Linked DNA regions of Mus musculus: all the other regions are linked to region 4. A link is a contact called in public promoter capture Hi-C data. All regions are on one chromosome and are shown on one strand. The core of a region is the stretch at or near the end of the contact, and the rest is flanking DNA. Distances in the headings are between cores, read along the strand shown. Region 1 holds the start of Foxn4 (forkhead box N4). Region 2 holds the start of Rab35 (RAB35, member RAS oncogene family). Region 3 holds the start of Sirt4 (sirtuin 4). Region 4 holds the start of Oasl1 (2'-5' oligoadenylate synthetase-like 1). Region 5 holds the start of Kctd10 (potassium channel tetramerisation domain containing 10).

What was found. Promoter capture Hi-C pulls out the DNA fragments that hold promoters and counts their contacts. Capture Hi-C pulls out chosen DNA fragments and counts their contacts.
Region 1: a contact with region 4 is called in a promoter capture Hi-C map of stem cell-derived epiblast-like cells, with 4 times the contacts expected there. The contact joins the promoter of Foxn4 here to the promoter of Oasl1 in region 4. A contact is called at or near these places in 2 of 39 promoter capture datasets (liver and stem cell-derived epiblast-like cells).
Region 2: a contact with region 4 is called in a promoter capture Hi-C map of pre-B cells, with 2.2 times the contacts expected there. The contact joins the promoter of Rab35 here to the promoter of Oasl1 in region 4. A contact is called at or near these places in 2 of 39 promoter capture datasets (cranial neural crest and pre-B cells) and 1 of 115 datasets of contacts at active chromatin or transcription factors (bone marrow-derived macrophages).
Region 3: a promoter capture Hi-C map of liver shows a contact between it and region 4, with 2.2 times the contacts expected there. The contact joins the promoter of Sirt4 here to the promoter of Oasl1 in region 4. A contact is called at or near these places in 8 of 39 promoter capture datasets (the 3T3-L1 cell line, cranial neural crest, fetal liver and 4 more), 2 of 115 datasets of contacts at active chromatin or transcription factors (bone marrow-derived dendritic cells and memory CD8 T cells) and 1 of 9 other capture datasets (liver).
Region 5: a contact with region 4 is called in a promoter capture Hi-C map of liver, with 2.1 times the contacts expected there. The contact joins the promoter of Kctd10 here to the promoter of Oasl1 in region 4. A contact is called at or near these places in 2 of 39 promoter capture datasets (liver and pre-B cells) and 2 of 115 datasets of contacts at active chromatin or transcription factors (bone marrow-derived dendritic cells and embryonic stem cells).

What each region holds. Positions count from the first base shown.
Region 1 is chr5:114,271,693-114,276,221 of GRCm38.p6, forward strand. Foxn4 (forkhead box N4) reads right to left here and starts at 2,069. Exons shown (of 10, transcript NM_148935.2): 1 at 1,996-2,069; 2 at 1,281-1,369. The coding sequence starts at 1,366.
Region 2 is chr5:115,629,309-115,634,092 of GRCm38.p6, forward strand. It overlaps Rab35 (RAB35, member RAS oncogene family), which reads left to right and starts at 2,679. Exons shown (of 6, transcript NM_198163.1): 1 at 2,679-2,890. The coding sequence starts at 2,839. It overlaps 1110006O24Rik (RIKEN cDNA 1110006O24 gene), which reads right to left and starts at 2,508. Exons shown (of 1, transcript NR_027810.1): 1 at 1,741-2,508.
Region 3 is chr5:115,482,437-115,487,479 of GRCm38.p6, forward strand. Sirt4 (sirtuin 4) reads right to left here and starts at 2,048. Exons shown (of 5, transcript NM_133760.1): 1 at 1,896-2,048; 2 at 188-682. The coding sequence starts at 675. Gm42007 (a long non-coding RNA gene) reads left to right here and starts at 2,014. Exons shown (of 2, transcript XR_878704.2): 1 at 2,014-2,127; 2 at 3,607-4,257.
Region 4 is chr5:114,921,988-114,926,646 of GRCm38.p6, forward strand. Oasl1 (2'-5' oligoadenylate synthetase-like 1) reads left to right here and starts at 1,253. Exons shown (of 6, transcript NM_001359945.1): 1 at 1,253-1,622. The coding sequence starts at 1,425. It overlaps Gm13822 (predicted gene 13822), which reads right to left and starts at 274. Exons shown (of 2, transcript NR_166682.1): 1 at 64-274.
Region 5 is chr5:114,377,307-114,382,250 of GRCm38.p6, forward strand. Kctd10 (potassium channel tetramerisation domain containing 10) reads right to left here and starts at 3,199. Exons shown (of 7, transcript NM_026145.4): 1 at 3,120-3,199. The coding sequence starts at 3,122. It overlaps Ube3b (ubiquitin protein ligase E3B), which reads left to right and starts at 3,314. Exons shown (of 28, transcript NM_054093.3): 1 at 3,314-3,669.

The sequences.
Region 1 (4,529 bases), core at 819-3,318, 650 kb before region 4:
GCAACCCCATTACCCCATCCTGGGGCCATTTAGCTCCATTTTACAGATAAAGAAACTGAGGTTTAACAAGTGCCACACAGCCAGAGAAGCCAGGTTTACCCAAGCTGGAGATGCTCATGCAGCCTTCAGCCTTCACTTATAGCAAGAAGGAAGCCCAGAGGACCTAGGGTTGGGTAAGGCTGGCCTCAGTTTCTACACCTGAGTGATGGGCTCAGCAGAGGCCAGGAATGATGGGTACGGTAACTGCTTTTGCACCTGGGTCAGGTGCTACACACACAGACACACGGAAACACAAGGGCACACGCACCACCACCACCCCAATAAGATAAACCCAGCTGTTTGAATCCTTGGCTCCTTTGTGTCTAGAACAGCAGCCTTCTTCTAATTGGAGGCTGCCTGCGGCCTCGGGAGGCACGGCTGGGGCTGCAGTGGGAGCCCGAGCCAGACAGCCCCTGGGTAAACAGGGCTGATCTGAGGTGACAGCCTGGCTTTCCCGGGGCAGCCCCCATCGTGGCCCCACTACTCAGCCAAGACATGGTGCTGGTTTTAGGGCCCTGGGAACCAGGTCAGGCCACTCCATCTCAAGGAAGAGAGGCTAGTAGGGGACCCTGTGACCTTCCTTCTCCTCCCCCCTCCCTCCCCGAGTCTCTGTGTGCTCTGCTCTGGGCTTCAGTTCTCCCACCTGTAAAGAAGGTTTTGTTTGGGTTTGGTTTTTGGCTGAAACCCCTAATGTCTTTCCACAAAGAGGGAAGTTCCATAAGGCTCCCCCACATTCCCCTGAACTTTGATCCTGCTGCAAGAACCATTCTTGGGCTTCACTTTGAGGCTTGTTGGCCCTTTGGACTCCAAAAGAGACCCTGAGGTCATCTAAATCACGGCCCCATTTATTTATACGAGGAGAAAACCAGGTCCAGAGTGGGCAAAGGACTAGCTAAAAGTCACACAGCTGGGCTAAGAACTCACAGTTGTGACCTACAACCTTGCAACATCCTGAGTGCTTTGGGGCACGGTGGGGTGGGGACCATTTCCTAGAACCCTTGCTGGAGTCACTGGATGGGGAGCAATAGCTGCTGGGGTCACCAGGCTGCCCATAGTCTGTGACCCACGAGAGATACACCCTTAGAGGGGACACAAAACTGCAGAGAGCTGCTCACTCCAAAGCTCACACTTCGTAGCTCACAGACAAGGCAGGCGCGCCCCCACCAGCACGGAGCCTGGGCCTCCTCACCTGTATTCCTGTGGAGAGCGCCCCCACCAGCACGGAGCCAGGGCCTCCTCACCTGTATTCCTGTGGAGAGCAGTGGTGGCTGTGCCCCGAGCTTCTGATCATTTCTGACATTCTGGACCAAATGCCACTTTCTATCATTTCCTTAGGGATGAAAAAAAAAAGTTAAAAAAGAAAAAGTTTCCATCAGCACTGATGTAGGGCAGAGACCCCCAGTTTCCCACAGTTCAGAAGCGACCCAAAAGGGTCACAATTGCAGGACAATCCCGAGGCCGGGGGGGGGGGGGGGCGGGGAGGGCAGGAGGTTAAGAACTAAGGACGGACAGTGAGTGAAATTCCAAGTTCTTTCAAATTCAAGGAGAAGAAGGGGGAGGGGGAGCCCCTAAATGGAAGCGCCAAGCTTTGGAAAACCCAGGCCAAATAGAAATCGGAAGAACTCCATTCGGTTCCAAGCCGCAATCCCCACCACTATTCTGCTATGAACGGCCTGGAAATGAAGAGATCATCAAAGCGGGGCTTGATGGGGCCAGGGGAACCATCCCCGCCCGGTCTCTCGCCTTGGAAGGAGACCCCACACAGGTGCTGGAAAATCAGTTCACGCACTGCACCACCCACCCGGCCACCCACAAACGCGACATTAAATAAGACTCGGGGAGGGGGACACCCCTAAATCCTCTAAGCCAAGCTTGAAGCAGGTGTGGGAAGCCTCCTGCCCTGGTGAAGCCCCCGTGGTTCCGACGGGGCGCGCAGCCCGGGCAGCACCGTGGTACCTGGAGCAGGTCCTGGGTTGGCTGGCTGGGGGCGGGTGGCGCTGCGGTAGGGGGGGACTCCCTTTCGCTCGCCCCTCGCTGTCTGCAATTTGGCCACCGTCGCAGCTCGATCCGTTTTTAAATTTCCCTCTCTGGAGCTGTCCAACTCTGAGCATGCGCAGTAGACGTGCCGGGTTGTTGGGGGTCCTTTCCCCTCCTTTTCCCTAAGGGTCAGTTACAGGGCAGGGTCAAGGAGATTTCAGCGGGCGGGCCCCAGCAAGTCAGCCTCGTGCGCCCCGCGGCTCCCGGCCCTGGGGTGGGGCGGTCACCGAGGGAGAGACACCCCTTTTCCAACTTTGCAAACAGGCGAGCTGAATGATGGGCAGGACTGAGATGTAGATGCTGCAGGGGACCTGGGGGCGGGGGGGGGGGGTGGGCGGAGGAGCGAGAGGCGCACGCACAGAACCAGTCCCCCACCCCCACCTCCTACCCCTACACACACCCAGGGAATGCGCCCGGGCCACCTGTGGCTCCGAGAAAGTTGAGCCCGCGCTACGCCGGGGGCCGCGACAAGGTCCAGGAGCGCAGAGGGGAGTGCGGCTGCGCCCTGAACGCCGAAGGCCGTTGGGGACCGTGACCCGCTCTGGCTCCCGCGTTGCTCTGGGCTCCTCCCCGCTCTCGCCGCGGGAAAGGTGGCGCGTAGCACGGGCTGCCCGGGACAGGACCCCGCAACTTCATAGCTCGCTCTGCAGCTCGCTCCAGTGGTCAAAGGCTGCGGGGGGCCTCTCCACCTGGGATGTCCCTGGCCCCGTGCCCCCATCCCATCCCTCCTCCTCCCGGGTCTCCTCGGCTTCGTATGGGGCCCAGGGATCCTGATGCCCACCGGGCAGCTACATCCAGCCTGCCCCTGCCCAGCCAACCCCGGCTGTGTCCCACGCTGGGTGTCCCTCACTGTGACCCGGGAACCCTTAAGTTCAGGCAGAACTCAGGCTTCCAGCGCTGGGTGCCGGGTACTCAGCACTCCGTGCCATGCCCCCAGGTGGTTATGACCTCAGTGCTCGGCCAGGGCTTCCTTGTGGCACCTGGGCACCCTCACTTCCTTCTCCTCTGCCAGAGTAATACGTAAACCGGTCACCTGGGGCTTGAGTTCACCCGGGAGAAACGTAGATTATATTGATCCAGGCTGTGGTTGGGGAACGCCTCAGTTTTCCTCTTCCCGACTGACTATGTTTAAAATCTGACTTGGGCTAGTCACAAAGATGGATGAAATACTTCACACGGTCTGTGTTACTTTGAACGTCCCCGGATGCTCCAGGACTAATTCACCTGTTTGGTTATCCCAAGCGTTTGTGGGTGTTTTAACTTCCCTTTGAAATAATCCTACTTTCCATTAAGATTGGATAGGGGTCCTGGGCTTGTGGGGCAGCGGGGAGGCGGGGAGGCTCTTTGTTGAGGGGTGGGGAGTTCTGTGTTCCCAAAGCTGGAGTGGTCATTAACGATGAAGCCTGTAAACTGTTATAGAAAGGAAGGCCGGGGGTCGGGGGGGTGGGGGGGGAGGGAGAGACTACTACCTTTGACTTCTCTGGGTTTTGGCTAGGGACTTTTTTTTTTAAAGAGTAGAGATTTTGAGTTCATTGCTTGAGGATTAGTTAGTAGAAATAATGATGCCCAGACACCACTGCTAGATATTCAGAAACCTCTTTATTAGACTGACATATCCGCACTGTGGTGTCTCTGCTTTCAGTCACCTGGTGACACTGGAACCTTGGCAGCGGTGCTATTATTCTCTATAGAGCACGTAGGGGCCAACTGTGCAATCAAGGCACCTGCTCTGACGACACTCGACACTCGTCTTGAGTCATGGGTGACCAGCACTAGCCTGCTTCCCAGTTAAATGACAAAGGACTCAGTTCACCTGTTCCCACAGCTCCCAGTGTGAAGAGGGGACCCCCCACCCCCAAGCCTCAGGCAAGGTCTGATTTTGCAGCCACACAAGATTCTTCTCTAGCAAGAGCCCCCACGGGGCCTAACAAAAGCCAGTCAGGGGCGGTTGCCTTAGGAACTGGGTAGGTGGTTTTTGTTTGTCCTAATAGGGTGTGTGTGTGTGGGGGGGGTTGATGGTCAGTTCTCAGTAGGCTTGGGGTACCTGTGGATGGGGAGAAAGCATTTGTCCCTGCTGTGACTGTGAGGTCTACAGGAGCTGAGGACATTTAATTTATCCCAAGAAGTGTGTTTAGACAGCATTCTCACTGAACAACCAACAAAACCAACTTGCCGGCAAAGTCAAAGCAGGTTTTCTTTATTTGAGAAGTTCAATTTTATTACAAGTCACCCACGAGCAGCTCTCCTTGCTTCTCCCTTGCTAACTGTTCTGATCCCTTCGTCGAGGAGGACCCAGGGACAGTGAGGACGGACGGACGATCTGATCCGCAGCATCAGGACCGATTCTCTCTTCCCAACCAGGAGCTGCCCGAGCTGCTCAGCCCCACTGAACTGCAGGGCGTGTCTGTGAACAGAATCACTAAGATCTTTCTTTACCCAGAACCGCCCAGGGT
Region 2 (4,784 bases), core at 1,429-3,928, 710 kb after region 4:
ACGCGACACACGACACATGCGTTTTTGGAAAGAACTCTTCATTGACTGCAGCCAGGTAAACATTAGACAGTGTTTTCAGAGCGTTTGCTGGGAGACTCATTTTGGGATTCCAGAAGCATACCCTGGCCTCAGGGAATTCCCCCCTCCAAGCCAAAATTGATGATTCTCACAGGGTGTGACAGCGGCTGTCTGAATACAGCTGACATTCAAAGTGTGCCTCTGTTCTGGTGTCACCATGAAATCTTTGTGACGGACTCTTCTCCTTCCCTCTTGCTAACAGAGACAGTCTGTGTCCTCTGAAGTATAGTACAGTATAGTATAGTACAGTACAGTACAGTATAGTATAGTATAGTAAATGGTAAGAGGCCATTACATAGTTACAGAATAAAGGCAGGAATTAACACCCACTGGGTTCCAGGTGACATATGGATGGGGCAGAACTGGGAATCTCATCTCCCTAGAGCTGTTCTGCTTCACTCCCCAGAGAGTCCTGTGTTGACAGGTTGCTGCTCTGGGACTGTGGGAAGTCCCCTATAGGAAACAGCTCGATGATGAGCGAGCCCTTGCAGAATGACTAACATTGGTCCCTGTGACTGACGATGCATAGCCTCACATTTACAGTATTCTGAGGAAACAGACTCTGAGGCCCCTTGACTATCCAGAAGCTATTCAGGGGTGGATTTCAAAGCTGGCATTGAAACTGCAATCTTTTCAACCTAGGAGCAGGCATGAAGATGACCTGACCCGATGCTTTAGGTGCCAGGGAGACGTGGAGTGCTTATCTGAAGTCTACCCTAATCCTAAGACTTCTTGCTTTCCATCTGTCTCCTCTAAAATGTTTTTTTTTTTTTTTTTTTTAAAGATTTATTTATTTACTTTATGCATGTGAGTACAGTCTCTATCTTCAGACACACCAGAAGAGGGCATCGGACCCCATTACAGATGGTTGTGAGCCACCATGTGGTTGCTGGGAATTGAACACAGGACCTCTGGAAGAGCAGCCAGAGTGCTCTTAACCGCTGAGCCATCTCTCCAGCCCCTCTAAAATGTTTTGAGGTTTTTCTGTTATGTACCTGAATGTTAGTTTGAGTCTACAGACCACATGTCTCAAGTGTCAGCCAAGGCCGGAGGGTGACATCAGTTCTGAGACTGGAGTTACAGATCCTGGTAAGGCGCCATGGGGGGTGGGAGGGGCTGAGGATTTAACCAGGTTCCTCCGGAGGAGCAGCCAGTGTTCTTAACTGCTGAGCCATTCCTCAGCCCCTTCCCTGTTTCTTAAAAAATGCCAATCAAAGGAATAGCAGGAACCTGGCCAGTCCCAGGAGTTTTCAATCAAGAACACAACACAGCCAGCGTCTCTCCTCAGCCAGTATCTTATGATTCTAGGCTCGTGTTCATCTGACATCACCAGGCTTGCTTCAGGGAAATAAAGAGTTCAAGCAAGGCCTAGATCAGACACTGTGTGTGCTGTTCAAGGACCTGCAGTACCTTGAATAACAAGAAAATTATGAACTGCATAAATCTACCAGCAGCGGAATTGTTAAGGAATAGTACAACCATCAGATGGGGGTACCACGTGGTGACGAGGCAGTTAAATGATTGATGGCGGCATACCGGTGAACTGCGAGAGGCACATGGGTGCTTAGATACTCTGAAATGTATGGGAAAACATGTATCCATTAGACTAGTAAGTGTTTCATGCTGTCCAAGAAACTTTAAAGGAAAACTAATGTCAACTTTGAATTCAGTAAGCGTCTGTATTTTGTTGTTGTTTTGTTTTAAACACTAGCACTGCTTCTTACGGGGAAAGATTAGGAGTGGGCAGTATCCCCAACAGGTGCTTGGCTGGAAAGCACTGGAGGGCAAGAAGAAGCAGGGACAAAGAGGCTGGGGGTGGAGCTCAGCTCGAAAAGCGTCTGCCTAGCATCTGCGAAGCCATGGGTTCGAGTCTCAGCACCACATTAAAACAGGACTCAGGAGGTACAGGTGGGATCAGAAGTATATGGTTATCCTCGGCTACTCGAGAGAGTCAGGAAGCCACCCTGGGATACTTGAGAACTTGTCTGGAAAAAGTAAAAAACCACAGGGATGGGGCAATCCCTGCAGACCTGCAGGGAGGATGGCGATGGCAGCGACAGCTCTCGGGGACGGGCAGGTGGGCTTCCGCTCCAACTGGAAAAAAACGTGGGGCTGGCTCCGCGCTGCGTCCGGAAAACTGAGGCAGAAGGAGCAGAAGCGCTGGCGAGCAGGGTGCATACGCCCCACGGATCCCAATCCGGAACCGCTACCCGTTCCGCCAGGGGGTCGGGCGTCCGGGATCGTGGTGCTCGGGGGACGACTTCCTCCCCAGCGCTGACCTCCAGGCTTCAGCCCTGCGGCCGGTTGTCACCTCTCTTCCGTCGGGCCCTGCTAAACGGTTCGGTTCTCCCGGGGATCCGCAGCGACGGCGCTCGCTCGCTCGCTCGCTCGCTAGCTCACTCGGACCTCGGCCGGCGAGCGTAGCGCACTGCGCGTGCGCGGAGAGGGCGCGGCTGGCCGGGGCTGCGGCTGCGCAGAGGCGGTTCCAGCCCCCGCGCCTGCGCAGTGGCGGGGCGGGGCGGGAAGGAGGGAGGCGGCGGCACCGGCGGCGGCTGCTGAGGAGGAGGAGGAGGAGGCGGAGGTGGGGGAGCGGAGGGAGGTGTTTCTGTCAGTTCCGGCTGTTTGTTCGGGAAGTGGATCCGCCGCTGCCGGAGCAGCCGGGAGGGAGCTGCGGATCGCGAGGCCAGGACCGACCCCGCCCGCCCAGCTCGCCTGCCCGCCCGCGCGCGCGCGCCCGCCCGCCCGCCGCCCCCGCCCGCCATGGCCCGGGACTACGACCACCTCTTCAAGCTGCTCATCATCGGCGACAGCGGTGAGGGCCGCAGGGGCCGGAGGCGGTGTGGGCCCTGCCGGGCGCGGCCCGCGGGGGCCTCGGGGCGGGCGGGCGAGCGGGGCGGGCGGGCGAGCGAGCGAGGAGGCGCGGCCCGCGCGGGGCGGGAGGCGCGGAGCTCGGCGGGGTCGCAGGCCCCGGGGGGGCCGCAGCGAGGGGACTCCGGGGTGGCTCCTCGGCGGGGCGGGGGGCACCGAGGGCGCGGGATGCACGCACGGCCCCGGCGCTCGTTCCTGCCTCACGTGTGACCTTGGTCAAGTCGCGCGATCGCTGGAGTTGGAGAGAGCCGGGTTCGAGTCCCGGGGAGGCAAGCTTTTGCCGCTCTGTGACCTTGGGCGAGTTGTCTCGCCTCCCTTGAGCCTCAGTTCCTGCATCTGAGAAGTGGGGACTTGTTAAGCTGAGCGGTGGGATGATTCGGTGAGCTGAAAGTAGGGAAAAGCGCCTGACCCGGCATAAAGTAACCTCTAAGTAACTCACAGTGTTAGCAGCATGAGTCGCCCTGTGAAGACTCAGCGCTCCGTGAAATGGGGGTATTTCCAGGACCCGTCTCCGGGTTGCCGTGCGCTTGGATGAGGTGCGGCAGGTACAGCCATGAGCGCATTCCTTTAGAATTGTTACTAAGTCTCAGCAAGGTTCAGTTCTCATCTGTGGAATGGGAGTGGTAGATTTGCCTGCCAAGGCTGATGTGAGCACACACTTAATGAGGGGACTAGTGTTTGGCACACAGTAGGTGGACAGTGTTTGCTGTTCTCTTACCCGGGTGCTTCATTCAATATTTTAAGTGCTTTGTGTACACAAACACACACACACCACACACCTTTCAGTACCGCGCCATCTCTGATTCATAGATCAGCTTCTGGTACCCAGTGCTTAAATGCATTTGGTCAGTGAATGAGAGTCACACTGGTTTCTGGCCAAGGATGAAGCATTTTAGAGGTGTTTGGAGTATGGCAGGTGACCAGGTCCTGTGGGGTGATGGTGAGTTCAGGGAGGCAGGCCCAGGATGTTTAGGGGAGCTTAGCTGAGGTGCCAGGAATATGTGATGTTTTAGGAAGGAGGCTGGCGAGCAGCTAAGTTTATAGATCAGACTGGAGTGTGGGATAGAGAGGGTCATGTGACTTGAGACAGCCAAGTTGGTGGTAGAGCCTGTGTATTGTCAAGGAACTAGAGCTCCGTGTCCCCCCTGAGACTCAGGATATAGGCTTGTTGGCTGACGCTGTCATAGACGGACATGGAAATAAGTGGATTTTGGTCTCACGGGAGAAGCTGGGTTGGGATGTGGTTGGTGGTTTGGATCTGGTGGAAGATGGCTGAAGTCTTAGGGGGTTGCTGTTAGGGGGGGAAGGTGTCGGGAAATGCTAAGGCCTAAAGGATTGGGGTAGAAGAATAGCTGTGTCTGGGAGCGGAGTTGGAAAGCTGGAAGACTGACCTGTAGTGGTTTGAATGAAAGAAAACTAGGCAAGCTGTGTAGATAGACTTGAACTTGGACCCAGCTAGTGGCATTCTTCTGGGCTCTTGAGGGTTTGTTGACATTATGGTGATCTCTCTCCTTTCAGAGCTAAAGTCAGCCCGCTGTGGTCAGAGGTCTTTATCCCTCCTCAAGACGTGGCCAGTGTTAATATCCAAAACTCGAAAGGCCAAACTCAGCAAGAAGATGTAGCTTGTTGGCATTTTCTCTTCTGTGAAACCCAGGAAATGGTTTCTGCCTGCTTTCTTACGGTGCACCTCGCATGGTGTATTGATTTTTTTTTTTTTTTTTTCTTTTTGCTCAGAAGTCAGGTGTGGGGACAGGACTCACTGGTCAGTCTGTGTGTGACTAGCTCCAGATTCGGTGTGAGTGCAGGCCCAGCTTATGGGGAAGGAGGAGACACTATGC
Region 3 (5,043 bases), core at 798-3,297, 560 kb after region 4:
CTCCCTCCCCTGCTCCCGTCCCTACTTCCTCTCCTCAGTTCACTGGGCCTAACTCCAAAGAGAACAACTTGCTCCGGGAGCCTTTGCTTGCTCTCCATCTTAAGATAACCCTGGTCCAGACAGCCAGGGGCCGTTCACCTGGGGGACCACACGTCTTCTTAGGGCCAAACCCCGCAGACTTCTGCACCTGTGCATGCATCCGTGGAGCTCCGTCAGCCGCTGACTCCCTGCTTTGGAGTGCAAAGCGTCCACGTTCTGAGTCACCAACCAGTGCAGCTTCCCCAGTCTCTCCCAGTTGCTCAGAGCCCAGTGTGCTGGGTTGGGTTGGTGAGAGGAGAATTGAGGCCAGCCCACAAAGTTTCGGGCCCAGTACCGCTGGCGGACCGGAGCACTGCGGACGAAATCAATGTGCTGGATGGGTCTCCGGTCAGTGCGGGCGTAAAGTCCCACCTTTTCTGACCTGTAGTCTGGGATGCCGGACTCGGTGGAGATCCCCGCGCCTGTCATCACGAGGAGTTTCTTGGAAAGGCTAATGAAGCGCTGTAACTCTTTGATCTTTTCAGGGTCCAAAGGAGGGCTGGGCGGCACAAATAACCCCGAGGGTCCACAAGAACGCGGCCGGCTGAGGTGGGTGATCCAACGGCCCTTTGTCGGCCTGAAAGTCAATCCGCTCATTCTTATTCTGGAGAGAAAGAAATCCATGAGAGCAGCTGGGTTTTACAAGTCAAGTTAACCCACCAATTGATAGACACCGGAACTCTATTCGACTATGAAAATTTTGCCACGGTGGCCCCGGCCTGGGATTGTAGCACTGGGGAAACAGAAGGGAGGACGGTTCGTCCGGAAGCCCTTCAATTCTCAGCACCTACAATGGTGACTTACAACTATCTTTAACTCCAGTTTCAGGCCCTCGTCTGCGCTCTGCAAGCGCCGAGGAATAAAAGGGATGCGCAAATACACGCGCAGGTAAAATACCCAAACACATAAAATAAAATTTAATTTTAAAAAATTAAATATTTTTTAAAACAAACTTTAAAAAAATTTTTTTTTACTTATTTTATGTATATGAATGGTCAACCTGCGCGTACACCTACTTCCCAGAAGAGGGAAGAACTCATCAGAGATGGTTGTGAGACACCTTGTGGTCGTTGAGAGTTGACCTCAGGACCTTTGGAAGAGCAGGGGGTGCTCTTAACCACTGAGCCATCTCTCCAGCCCTAAAAAACAGACTTTTAATAGCCCATTATTTTTCACCTGCTACTAATATAAACATGTTTTAGTAATATTTATATTTTTGTTAATATTATCTCTCATGGGACTATTTGTTCTATAACTCTACTTGGTTTAAATCAGATATTATTATTATTATTATTATCATTACTTGAGACAGAATTCCCTGTAGCCCAGGCCAAGGAATACAACTAAACCGAATTATATCATTTCTCCAAAAGATTTTTTAATTTTAGTATGTCAGTTTTGTTTTGTCTTTTTCTACACGGTTCTCGGTACCAAATCCAGGGCCTCTGGGATGGACGCTAAGTAATCACTCTGTCTGCTTACCCTGCATTGTAAATTCTGCTACTTGGACACATAAAAATCAAGGCATACAAACTTGCCTGTCTGGTTTTCTAGTTGTAAAGACAAGCCTTTGACACAGTCTTTGACATAATGCGGAGCTATCGAGTGATAGGCACACATATTTAGGCTTGGCTTCCTATCCAAGAAGAGCTCAGGACCCTGCTTTCTCCATGAGATTTCCCAGCTACGTGTGAACGGCTAAACAGTCGGGTTTTGCCGGGATAAATCCTCCTTGTCCCCTCGAGAACAAAAGAGACAGATGGAATCCCTAGTAAGAATGCTCAGCGGGAAACCTTCAGCCGGATCAGAACACTTACCTTCCACAATTCTCACCCAACAGTGGGACTCGCTTGTTACGTGTGCATCTTGGGAAATGTAGTCCGCGAAGCCGATCTAGTTGGAAGAAAACTACAAGTCCCAGAATCCTACGTGTCTCCCACGCCAAGATTCTTGGGCGCTCCTCTACGGATTGCCCGCTGTCTTTCCTGCTCAGCTCAGTTAAGGTTCCGGATATGCTGCTGACGCCTGGGGCAATGATTGCCTTTTGAGGTTCTTGTAGTGTTTGTTTGTTTGTGGCTTGTGTTGTTTGCTGAGAGAGGGTCTGACATATCCTTGTCTGACTCCAAATCCGTGATCCTCCTGGCTCCACCTCCCAAGTGCTCGGATTAGAGGCTTGTGCCACCAAAGAAGTGGTTAATATTTCCCATGTCCTGCGTGCGAAAGAGGATCCAAGCAGTCCTAATTTAGGAATTCGCTCTCTTAAAGAAACTCTTTCACTAGTAGCACAGGACAATAATCTGCCACTCAATAGGCTTAGGCGGAAGAATCACGAGTTCAAGGCCAGTCTGGGTGACTTAGTGAGACCTCGGACTCAAAATAATACTGTAAGAGCACTGGGGCTATAGCTCGGTGTCAGCGCGTTAGCCCAGCCCTGGGTAGCCCTGAATTCACACTAGCGGGCATTTCTCCATCCAAGACGCTTTTTAAAATAGACTGGTTTTTTTTTTTTTTTAATAATGTGTGTGTTTTACCTTCATGCATACAGGAGGAGCTCCTGACGGCCATAAAAGGGCGTCAGATCCCCTGGAACTTGAGTGACAACCTGTTGTGAACTGCCCTGTGGGTGCTCGGGATGGAATCTGAGTCCCCCTGCAAGAGTAGCAATGCTCTTGTTTGTTTGTTTTGGTGTTTTCGAGACAGGGTTTCTCTGTATAGCCCTGGCTTTCCTGGAACTCACTCTGTAGACCAGGCTGGTCTCAGAGATCCACCTGCCTCTGCCTCCCAAGTGCTGGGATTAAAGGCGTGCTCCACCACCACCTGGTGAGAAGCAATGCTCTTAACCAGTGAGCCACCTCTTCAGCTCTCCCAACCCCTCCCCAAAAGACCCTTTCTTTGTTTTTTGTTTTTGTTTTTCTGAGACAGGGTGTTAATGTATAGTCTGACACTTTTTTTTTTTTTTTTTTTTTTTGGTTTTCCGAGACAGGGTTTCTCTGTTTAGCCCTGGCTGTCCTGGAACTCACTCTGTAGTCCAGACTGGCCTCGAACTCAGAAATCCGCCTGCCTCTGCCTCCTGAGTGCTGGGATTAAAGGAGTGCGCCACCACGCCCAGAATTTTTTTTGACACTTTTAATAATAAATAATTGCCCCCTTTGTTTTGTGTTTGTTTTAAGATGGGTTCTCACTATGTAGCCTTGGCTGGCCTGGAACTCCTTATGTAGACCACGCTTGGCCTTGAATTCATGGAGATTCACCGGCCTCCGCCTCCCTAGAACTTTGATGAACTGAACGATGTGTGCCAACACGGTTCGCAGATTTGATTGGTTTTCCTCCTAAGTGCCCACGTCCACTTCCACTGCAAAGTAATTAAATTTCCTGCTATAAGTTAAAGATTGATAGGGGTCTGCCAGGTGGCTAGGCAGGTGAAGCTCTGCCACTTGACAACCCAACTTTGACCCCCTGGATCGAGGGAGGAGAGCGCCAACTCCACTTTTGGCCCACATGCACACACAGTGTTCTTATTCTAAACAGCAAAATAGATCGTGGATGCTGGGGAGATGGCCCTGAGGCTCAGAATTACAGCTGAAGCATGAAGACCTATGTCTGGATTCCAGTACCCACATAAACTCTCCTCCCAGCACAAAGGCGAGCAGAGAGCAATCGGACGGCTGGCACCTGCTTGCTCCCAGCCTGGTGGAAGAACTGGAACTCCGAGTTTATCGACACGCTGTCAGATTCTGCCTCAGAAGGAATAAAGTAGGGAGTGATGAGGGGGATCCCCAAGATTCCCCTCTGGCCTCCGCTGACTCCCCAACACATACGCAGTACACACACACACCCCAACATACAACCAATTTGGATTACGAAGAAATGTGTCCACGGACTTGAAAATGGACGCTTTGGCAGCAACTATGAGCAGAGCCACGTATAATGCATAGAGACTGATACACTCCCTCTCCTGACTTCAGGAGCTCTTTTATGTTTTGTTCTGGTTTGTTTGTTTGTTTTCGGGAAGTGTCTCATTTCTCCCAGACTGGCCTCAAACTCACTAAGTAGCCGAGGATGACCTTCCTTCTGGGTGCCGGAATCACAGGTGTGCTCAGCTCTTCAACGCCATTTCTTAGGGTTTTTTTGTTTTGTTTTGTTTTGTTTTGTTTTATTAAATAAGCAATACAATGACCAGGTCTCGCTTCCAGATTTTTGTTTTGCTTTGGTTATTATTATTATTAATTTGGGTTTTGTTGTCATGGTTGTTTGTTTTGACAGTGTTACCCCACAGCCCAGGCTGTCTTAGAACTCTCTGGACCCAGGCTGGCTGCCAGCTTGTAGCTGTTCAGGCTGCTGTGCCTGGGTTCAGGTTCTAACGACATTGATTTGCAGAGAAGCCAGGGAACCTGTTTACTCATATCTTGGCCGCTCCTGAAGTGAAGCCAGCAAAACCTGCCACTCTATACCGGTGTGTCCTTTTTAGAATGTGAAGTGGCCTCAGTGGTTAGCATGTTACCTGCCGCAGCATCCTTTCCCCTATTCAATAGCTGATTGGCTGGCTCTATTTACCCAGTGGGGAGCTATGGAAGGAAGTTCTGGTTTCCCCTGCTGTCTTCTGTCTTCACTCTCCCAAGGTAGCGTGTCTCCCCCCTCACCACCCCCCCCACCCCCCCACCCCCCCCCGTGAGGTAAACTATGATCTCCAGAACAGAGAGAGGGCTTTGGGACCTGGGAGCATACATGTCCTGAGTCCCAGACAAGGATCTATCGGTGATGTTCATTTCATTTAGAAAACTGAAAAAAAAAAATTTGGCCTTGGACTTTAATATTCTCATAATGAGGGGCTGGAGAGATGGCTCGGCGGTTAAGAGCACTGGCTGTCTTTCCAGAGGTCCTGAGTTCAATTCCCAGTACCCACATGGTGGCTCACAACCATCTAGCATGCAGGTTGCACACGCAGAGAGAGAACTCATATACATA
Region 4 (4,659 bases), core at 3-2,502:
GTTCTAAGTTCTCTGCACGCCACGCTTCTGATTCACCCTGGGAAGGAGGCTGAACGGGCTCACCTGACATGTGACTTAGTGAGCCACTTCCTCTTTGTCAAACAGCATTATCACTTGGCTTCCAGAACGTTCTCCTTTCCTTCACCCTCCTGCTCTTCCTCGTTCTGCTTTGCTGAACTCTTTCAGCAACCCCAGCTCTGAATCTTTAACTACCTCAGAGCCCGGCTCCACCCACTTCTCTACACAGCCCCTGCTAGGTCTCATGTCTGTAACGATCTCTGTTAGAGGCACCTTCATTTGGGTTGTTTTGGCTTTGAAAACGTTTTATTGAGACTGTGTGTGTGGTGTTTGCGTGCTTAAATGCAAACACATTCAAGATGTTTTGTTTCCTGTTTCTATGAGATAAGAGTTTCTCTGTGTAGTCCTGGCTGTCCTGGAACTCACTCTGTAGACCAGGCTGGCCACAATCCAGGTCCTACAGTGTGTATTTCTCATATTTCACGTTTTTCACTGTTTCTCGCCATATTCCAGGTCCTACCGTGTGTTTCTCTTTTTGCACGTTTTTCAGTGTTTCTCGCCATATTTCATGTCCTACCATATGAGTTTCTCTTTTCCTCGTTTCACACCATATTGCCACGCCTAATGACCCAAGTATGGGTCCTAAAATCCACGTGCGGTGGAAGCAGACAACAGGCCCCTGCAGGTTTTACTCTGACCCCCACATTTGTGCCATGACATGCGTCCCCCTCCTAAAAAAAAACCCAAAATACATAAATATAATTTTCTCATATAAATATATGTAAATATAAAGTAAATAAAATATAAATAAAAATTTAAATCTTTTAAATGAAATATACTAACTTTTATATAAATATAATAATAATTCTTTGAAATAAAATAAAGAAAAAGCATCTGACAACCTCAAAGTGTCCTTCTGATTCCAGATTCCTCATTCCTTACCACAGCCATGACTAGGCTCTTTCTCTTTCCAAACCTCAGTTTCCCTATGACGGGTCGGGGCAGTTGGCCTAAGTCATCCAGACAAGGTGTCTCTGGAAGGTCAGACTCAAGCCAATTTCAGTTTACAAACGTCACAAAAGAGAAACTACAAATGTTGAGAATCGAAACTTAACAGCACAAAAGTTGGCCCCATGCCAACCCTGTTAAGGCGGTCCAGACCGGCCAACCCCAGCCTCTGGTCCCTCGGCACACCTACCATGACAATAAATCTCCAAGGAGGGGACCCCCCCATAGAGCCATGCTCCCAAGCTTCTCTCTTCACCCCCCTTTCCGCCATTGGGTGCCAGAGGTCAGCTGGAAAGGAGCCGCCTTAAAAAAGGAGGAGGTGAGTACCGGCAGCTGGATGGGTGCTTGGCTATATAGCCCTGCGCCTGCCTGAGGTAGCTGACGGTCAGTTTGTAGCCATGGCAGTCGCCCAGGAGCTGTACGGCTTCCCGGCCTCCAAGCTGGACTCCTTTGTGGCTCAGTGGCTGCAGCCAACCAGAGAGTGGAAAGAAGAGGTCCTGGAGACCGTGCAGACAGTGGAGCAGTTCCTGAGGCAGGAGAATTTCCGTGAAGATCGTGGCCCGGCTCGGGATGTGCGCGTGCTCAAGGTACTCAAGGTAAGACTGGACTTCACCATTCCCAGCCAGGACAGGGCAAACCCCAGTGCCAGGGAGTCCCCTCGCCTCGTGATCCCTAGTTCACGCTTCTGACATCTCGAGACAGCCCCGCGAGCCTTGAGCAGAATGAACTACTAAAGAAGATAATAAAAGACCACCTCTGGAGAAAATGGTAGGGAAAGCCTGCATATTCTATCATTAAAACTTATACTCTGAGAGATAGATACCATTCTTGTCCCATTTTACAGATGAGCCTAACAAAGGCTCCACAATGTCAGAGCTACAGTGACCACATGCAATGCAAGGCCTCTAGTTGGATCCTGACATGTAATTTGTAAATAACAATTTTTGAGAGCCTGACTTGGGGGCCCATTCTTGCAACCCCAGCATGTGGGAGGTAGAGAAGCAAGAGGATGGTTGGTTCACAGCCTAGGTTACATATCACAGAACAACACACACACACACACACACATACACACACACACACACACACACACACCACAGACAGACAGAGACACAGAGAGAGTGTGAGTTTGGGGATGAGTGGTAAATGTTTAATATGACCTGCATTTTGGTAAGAAAACTGCCGTTTGTCAAGTTAAATCGCACCTACTGGGGTGGGGAACTCTCTTTAGGGGGACACATGCTATGCTGTATTGGGGCAAAGCTCCTTGCTGTCCGCTACTCACTTTAAAGTGATTGAGATGACACAAATGCGGGATCTGTGGATGTGGCTCAAGGCTAGAGTGAAAGCCTAGCATGTACAAAAGAAAGACAGTCACCGATGTGGCAAGTTTAGATGTGCTGGCTGCCTGGATGGTATCTTCTTCCTAATTTTTTCCACGTTTTAATATTTTGATAACTGAAAGACTCTTAAAATGGAGGCTGAGAGTAGCCATTGGGCTTGTTCAGAGATGTAACTGCTGACGTCAGAGCTGGGATTTGAACCCGGCTACTCAAACGGTGACCCAAGTTTCTCACTAATATTTTTTTTTCCTCCTTAAATCCTTCTTCCAACTGCCACCCCTACCCCCTAGCTGAGCTAAGGATCACAGGTTCAACAGACCCTGGAAGGGGGTGGGGCAAGGGCTGAGTGTAGCTGCTCAAACTTATTATCCCAGCCCTGCAGAGGCAGAGACAAGAGAACCACTAGGCCTACCAACCAGTCTCCTTGGCCTATCAGTCTAGCCAAATCTGCAAGCCCTAGGGCACAGTAGAATACCCTGTGTCAAAAAAACCAAATGAGCAGCCTAAAGAACAATACCCAAGGTTGCCCTCTGATCTCCACACACAAGTGTGCACTAGTGCAGGATGCACACATGCGCACACACACAGCTTTGGAGAAGAACTAACCTCAGCCAATTGTTCATTTAAATGTTAAGGAGATTGACACCTGAAGAGGTTGACACATCTTAATGCCATAGCCCAAGTGGTTGCAGCATCTAGACTAGAATTAGGACTGGATTCCCAGCCTGAGATTTTAAACTTGCGCTACTGGGTTGAATTTTGAAGTCTTGAGCTTCAGGTCACATGATTTAGAAGTGACAGCCATAGTTTTGTCACCACACAGAGAGGATTTGAGTCTGGGCTCTTCCTCTCACCAGCTGTGTGACTCTGATCATCCTGTCTCATGTCTCAAGTCCTTGGTCTGCTCCTCTATGATGGCAGCATCCCAAACATCGTGTTCCATTTCCCAACACTGAGGCCATGCAGCCTAAAGGTTAGCTCAGGGTAAAGTCTTAGAAACAAGGGTTTCATTATGATACTTGCCTGGGGCTTTTTCCTGGCTGCTGGGAGTCTCTGGGGGCAAGGCTGTACTCTAGATCACTCCCTCCCTGATATACCTAAGGAAAAAAATATGTAGAACAAGTATCTAGATAGAAGAAAGACTCACCAAATTAAGTTTTGGCAGCTGCAGATGCTAACTGCTAAGCCTCATTTCTCCTCCCCTTAACCCACTAAATGATAGTCATGCCTACAAAGCAAGAACAGTAAGAGTGTATCTTGCACTGGATGTATCCTATACTGGATGTATCCTGCAGTGGATGTATCCTACACTGGATGTGTCCTACACAGGATGTATCCTACACTGGATATATGTTACACTGGCTATACTCTCATTGAATGTATCCTACACTGGATGTATCCTACACTGGATGTATCCTATACTGGATGTATCCTACACTGTATGTATCCTCACTGGATGTATCCTACACTCTACACTCTATGTATCCTATACTTCATCCCTCCACCCTTGAAGCTCCAGAGGGCTGTTATCTACATGACTAAATCCAAGATGACAACCAAAGCAAATCATGAAGTCTATCCTAAGCTGTGCTTTCTTCACTGGGGAAGGGAGAGGACAGTGTAGACATAACCTGACCTGCAGAGGGATTGCCCTTTGCCCACATCCACAATCAATCTCCGGTCCTTTCTCTCAGGATAGGAACACCAAGTCTGAATACTAGTGGAATCAGAATTAAAATGGAGAATCAAGAAGGCAGACACCTGCTCTCTGGGAGCAGAGCATAGTGTGTGGACACCATCATAGGGTGGAGAGAAAGACCCATTGGTGGTGTCTGCTGAGCTGCCATTTAACTCCCTAGCTGGCTGGGAGACCTTGCAAGTGGATTGTGCTCCACTGCCTCTGTATTCAGTGTTGTACCCTGGGGAGCCAGGTCACAGGACCAGTATCCATGGCGATTAAAAAGGAGATGTGCATTAAATGGCCTTTGGTAGTGCCAGATACAGGGACTGCTCAGCCTGTGATAACAGTATTTTAATTTCTGCAGTGACTCACTAACCAGGAAAAGTAGCCACCCAGAGACTGACCCAACCCCAGTAGTCTCATGTGGGGTGAGCCAGAGGTGAGCCAGAGAGATGTAGGGCTTTGTATGCCAAGGAGGCAGAGCCAGGAGAGTAAGCCTGGACTCTCTCTTCAAAATCATCTGATTCAAGAGCCAGCAGGATGGCTCAGCATGTAAAGGAGCCAAGACTGACACCCTGAGTATAATCCCAGGGGCCCACATGATGAAAT
Region 5 (4,944 bases), core at 1,949-4,448, 540 kb before region 4:
ACAGCATCCACAGTGTGGAGGCAGCGTTGGTCATCTCTATTCTATGGCTCACAGAGGGTCAGCGAAAAGCAAGCAAAGCATGTGGCCAAGGCCTGCCCGGCCCTGGGTTGTTTGTGATGCTTGGCATATTTAGAGCTATGACATGGAAGTCAAGATAGAACAGTTCCGTCTCATTGAAAGAAAAAAGGTGAAAGATAAGCAGTGTGTAGTTCAGGTGTTTCCAGACCCATGTTCAAGGCCCCAACTCGGCCACACACACTGGCGCAGGGACACGGTGGGCAAGATCCCCGAATGTATCCCAGCTATCAGACACTGGCCCTCCCTCCTTGTTGCAAGCAGCCGGGTGGACACAAAGCACTCAGCACAGCCCAGGCCGGCCAAACACTCAGCAGGAAACACTGCTGTTGTGATTATCTGAGTCTTAAGTCGTCTCCTCTTTGGAGACTGTCTCCAACTATGAATAACTGAAGGCATGGAGGATCAGGATGGAGCCTGAGACACCAGGTGAAGCAATGAAAGCCTGGAGACTTTCCTGAGTCCCACACCCTGGGCAGCCTGGTGCCTGGCACCAGGATAGACCCTTGGAGGGCAGGTTCTGGCTCCACTCACATCCTGGGCTGTGATGGTGACCTGGGGTCACAGAGCAGTCGCCTGCCACTGCCTTCCCCACAGAGACACTGTCCTCCTGCAGGCCGACTTCATGAGTAACTGGGGGGGGGGGGGGGGGGGCTGTGTGTGCAGGAGAGCAAACTTGGTACCAGTGAAAGGGTGAGTCAGTGACAAGTTTGTTCTGGTGGGACGGGTGAATCTAAGTTTCTTTCCGGACTGTTGCCCACTAAATAAATGGTGGCTCCACCTGGCCATACACTGGAAACCCAGAGGAGCTTTTAAAAGACAGTAATGTCTGCGTCCTACACACACACATTCCTCTGTTATCAGCCTTCCGGGTGTGGCCCAGGGAACTTTTTTTTTTTAATTTCCCCAGCTGGTTCTAATGTGCAGTCAACATGACAAGCCTCTGTTCTAAATGGTTCTGTACCCCTTCATTCGGCTATAATTAGCTCTGTGGTCTTGAAGAAGCTCTCTAACAAACCTCATACTCTGTTGGCCCAGTGATTTCCTGACCCGCATATAAAAACAAACCAAAACATCACAAATAAAAGTCTCACTTCACAGCGATTGAAAAAAAAAACCCACAACAAAATAAAAGTCTCACTTCACAGCGATTGAAAAAAAAAAAACCCACAACAAAATCGGCCAAAAGAGAGAATTGTTGACTGTCTTGTTGGAAAGCCAGACAAAAAAGACAGGGGAAAACAAACAAAACCTAGAAAATACTAACTCCCTGCAGACTGTCTCCTGAAAGCTGAGGGAAACAAGCCGATGGTGGAGCCAACCTGGACTGCAGTTTCAGGCCGCCACTTTCTGTGCAAGGTTCACAAGAGCTATTGAACCTAAGTCTCAGTTTCCTCCTTTGTAAAACAGACTGTTAAAGCCAGAACCTTCCAAATACTGTCTCCCCCCACCCTCACCCTGCCCCTGCCCCAAGAACAGAGTCAAAGCCCGGCCCACCTCCTCCTCCTCCCTCAGGCTCCCTTCCACTCCTGAACTCCTCAAGACTTGGTGTTCTCAACTGGAGATATTAGAGTCACCAGAGCTTCCAAGACACTGCTGCCTGCCTGCCTGCCTGCCTGCCTGCCTGCCTGCCTGCCTGCCTGCCTGCCTGCCTGCCTGCCTGCCTGCCTGCCTGGGCGGAGACCCCAGGCCAGCAAGGAGTGCTGCTGCCTGCAATTTGGGATTAAAAGGCTCTTTCAGGTGATTCCGATACAAAGGAGGATTAGACAATCTGTTTATCTAGTAGCCTTGGAGATCTGAAGGGAGCTCTTCCGGGCGGGTTGCTTAAGGGGTATTATGCAAGGAGGCTAAACTAACCTGAGGTCTCTGCTACAGGGCTACTGCGTGAAGCAAACGAAGTTAAAGGAGGCCAAAAACTAAAGCCCCACACTTTTTTCTAGGATAGTCACCCCCCCCCCCCCAGTTCTCCTGCTTTTGAGAACTTCTCCAAACAGTCTCAATGAGGATGTTGTCAATCCTGCTTACTAGGGAAGCTAGGTATTAGAATCTGGTTTCAAACGCCCTCCATTTCACAGCCCAAATCCTTAGTGACACACAGAGACTGTAAAAATACATCGGTGAGCCCAGACTATCCTGTTGTTAACTAGTTCCCAGGTTAGCCCCAGGGGACCAGTTGGTGGTCTACCGGTGCTGCTGGCCGCCTTCTACCAATGTGTGTGTCTCTTGTTTTATACCAAATAGAGCTTGACCAAAGCCAGACACAGGCCGAGTCATCTGTCTTCAGTTTGGGACTGATCTTGTGAGTGAGTGGCAGACAAAGAAGACCTGGGTTAATAGTCCACCCGCCCCCCATCCCCACCCAAGGACAAAGAACCATTCAAGGGACAGACCCTAGAGAATCTCAAGTAAACCGAAACCATCCCATAACGCAGACAGCAACAGCTGACATCCTGGGACTCCCGAGGTGTGGTCACCTAGGGCCTCAAGGGAAGTGATTAGGTAGGTATCCAGGTGCCACTTGAGGCCAGACTCTGTGGTCAGGGTACCCCGACCTCAGACATGTCTCCTTAGAATTACTGTTACCAGTCATCTCGCTCCAGACTTGTGGGTTCAGAGACGCCCCCTCCCTCTCTTGCCTGGAACCCCACCTTACTCAAGGCACAGCCTCCCAGAGGCCAGACTTTGCTCGATTCCAAGGGTACACGCTCGCCCCTCTCCACACGCCCTCGAACCCTCGTTCGTTCCCCACCCCGAGCGTCGGTCTCGATGCCTCCGCCGCCGTCTCTTTGTCCCGACGATCTCCCACGTCCCATCGCCCATCAGCACTCCAGGCTCGCCGCCCAGCGCCACCACCGCCCGCAGGACCAGCCGCCCCTTCGCAGATCCCCACCACCACCACCCCGACCACGGCTCCTTTCATTTGAAGCCCTTCCCCCGCTCCGGACCTCGCCCGCACGCGCTACTCAGCGCCCCACCGCTCCCGCTCAGCCTCGTCGCCACCCTCGCCCGCCCCGAAGCTCCCCGACGGCGGCCACCGCCCTCACCATGAAAAGTCGGAGGACGCCGGAGTCTCCAAATCCGGACTGAGAGGCAGGAAACACCCAGCTCGCTCAATGCAGGGGGCGGAGGCGGGGCCGGGGCGGGCACTTCCGGCGTCCGTCCACACCCCACTTCCGCCCCGCAGAGGGACTCTTCTTAAAGCGTTCCCCCCCACCCCCCACCCCCGTAAGCCCTAGATGGGGGGAACTCTTTTTATCAACCGTTCCCGCCTCCCCTTGGCCGAGTCAGGCGTTTAGTCCCACTTCTGGATGTTTGTTTCTCCTTTCCGTCTGCTAAAGAAGATGACAAGAGGAAAGGAGTCCTCACCTCCTCCATGGGCAAAGAAGCAGTGCGGAACTGTTGTTTCCCGGAACTGAATAATTGCTTGCTTCCCAAGAGGTGTTCGGAGCACAACACCCGGGGCAAGATGGCGGCCGGGCTTCGGCCGCTGCCCCGGGGCTGGCGGACCTCGGGGGGATCGGGCTAAGGCGGCGGTCGCTGCGGCCCGGACCCCGAGTGCGGGGCCTCGAACGGATAAAGATCTCCGGACTGCGGGTAGCGAGTGGGGACAGGATGGGCGCTTCTCTGGGCGGCGGGGCCAGGGACGGAGGGAGGCTATCTGGGGGGCCGAGTCTTGGTTTGAGTGAAGTCGGAGGAGGGACTGGCTTGCGGGCTTCGGGGATCTCCTTGTCCCCCTTCCATTGATTTCCGTGCCGAGGCGACTGGCCTTGCCAGCCAACTGATTGTGGGCGAGACGGACTTGTTCTTGTGGTTGTTGATGTCGGTGCCTGTGAGAGGCGTCGGGCCTCCGGATCACCCCAAGTGGAATTCGAGCCCAGTGCTGTCGCTCGCTGTGTGACCTTGGGTGAATCTAGTCCCATCTCTGACCCTCAGTTTCCTCCTCTGTAAATAGAGTAATTAGATTGTTTTACGGAGATTATTTTAGAATACGTTTTAGTGTGGTTCCTGACGGCTCTTGATCAAAAGCTGGAAAAACTGGATCGTATTTTGACTTAAGCCTAGCTAGCCTCACAGGGTGCCTGGCATTCTCAACTTCTCTTTGTGGTGCCTTTCTGTGTGTGTGATTCCTGAACCTTGCCTTTTTGACTTGCCGATAAGTAATTCCTTTGGGAATTCAAAGTCAGGGACGGTGGGTGAGGACACTGGCGAGTTATGTGCCCTCTGCATTTCGTTTCCCCATCTGGATAGGCTGTAGCTGTCTAAGAGCAATAGTTTGGCTTATTAATGGTTTCTTTAAGAGCTGTTGTCTTATCTTAGGCTTTTAAAATTGGGGTGTTGTAGCCTCACAGGATAGGCTTCCAAAGGGAGGCCTAGTTAAATAGATCTACAATGTCTGTTACATGGTCTACACTTAGATGGTGGCCCTTAGGCCTGGGAAACTAGCGACTTCTACCATAAAAGAAAGTCGCTCAGCAACTTGTGTTTATTTTTACTTCACAGTCTGGACTCCTGTGCGACATGTTGTGCTTCTTGAAGTTAGTCTCAACCAAATAGGTTGGTTGTAAGCAAGTTGCCTGGGGACGTAGAAGTAATGCAGAGTCTTGTCTGTTAGCGTTGAAAGCTTGGCTCTGCGGCTTACTAAATGTATAACCCAGACCAAGGGAGGCGAGATTTGATTGTCTCATCATGTTGCTGCTCTTATTGGATGAGACACTTAGGCGAACTGCGTCCCTCCTTACCGACTGATTGCTTTCTGATTTCTCTACCTAGAGCACTCTTACTTCCCTAAACCAGGTTCTCAGCTTTGTAAGGACAGTGCAGTAAGGCTTCCTTAGGTGTGATGAGCGTTTCCAAGTGCCAGCTATCAAT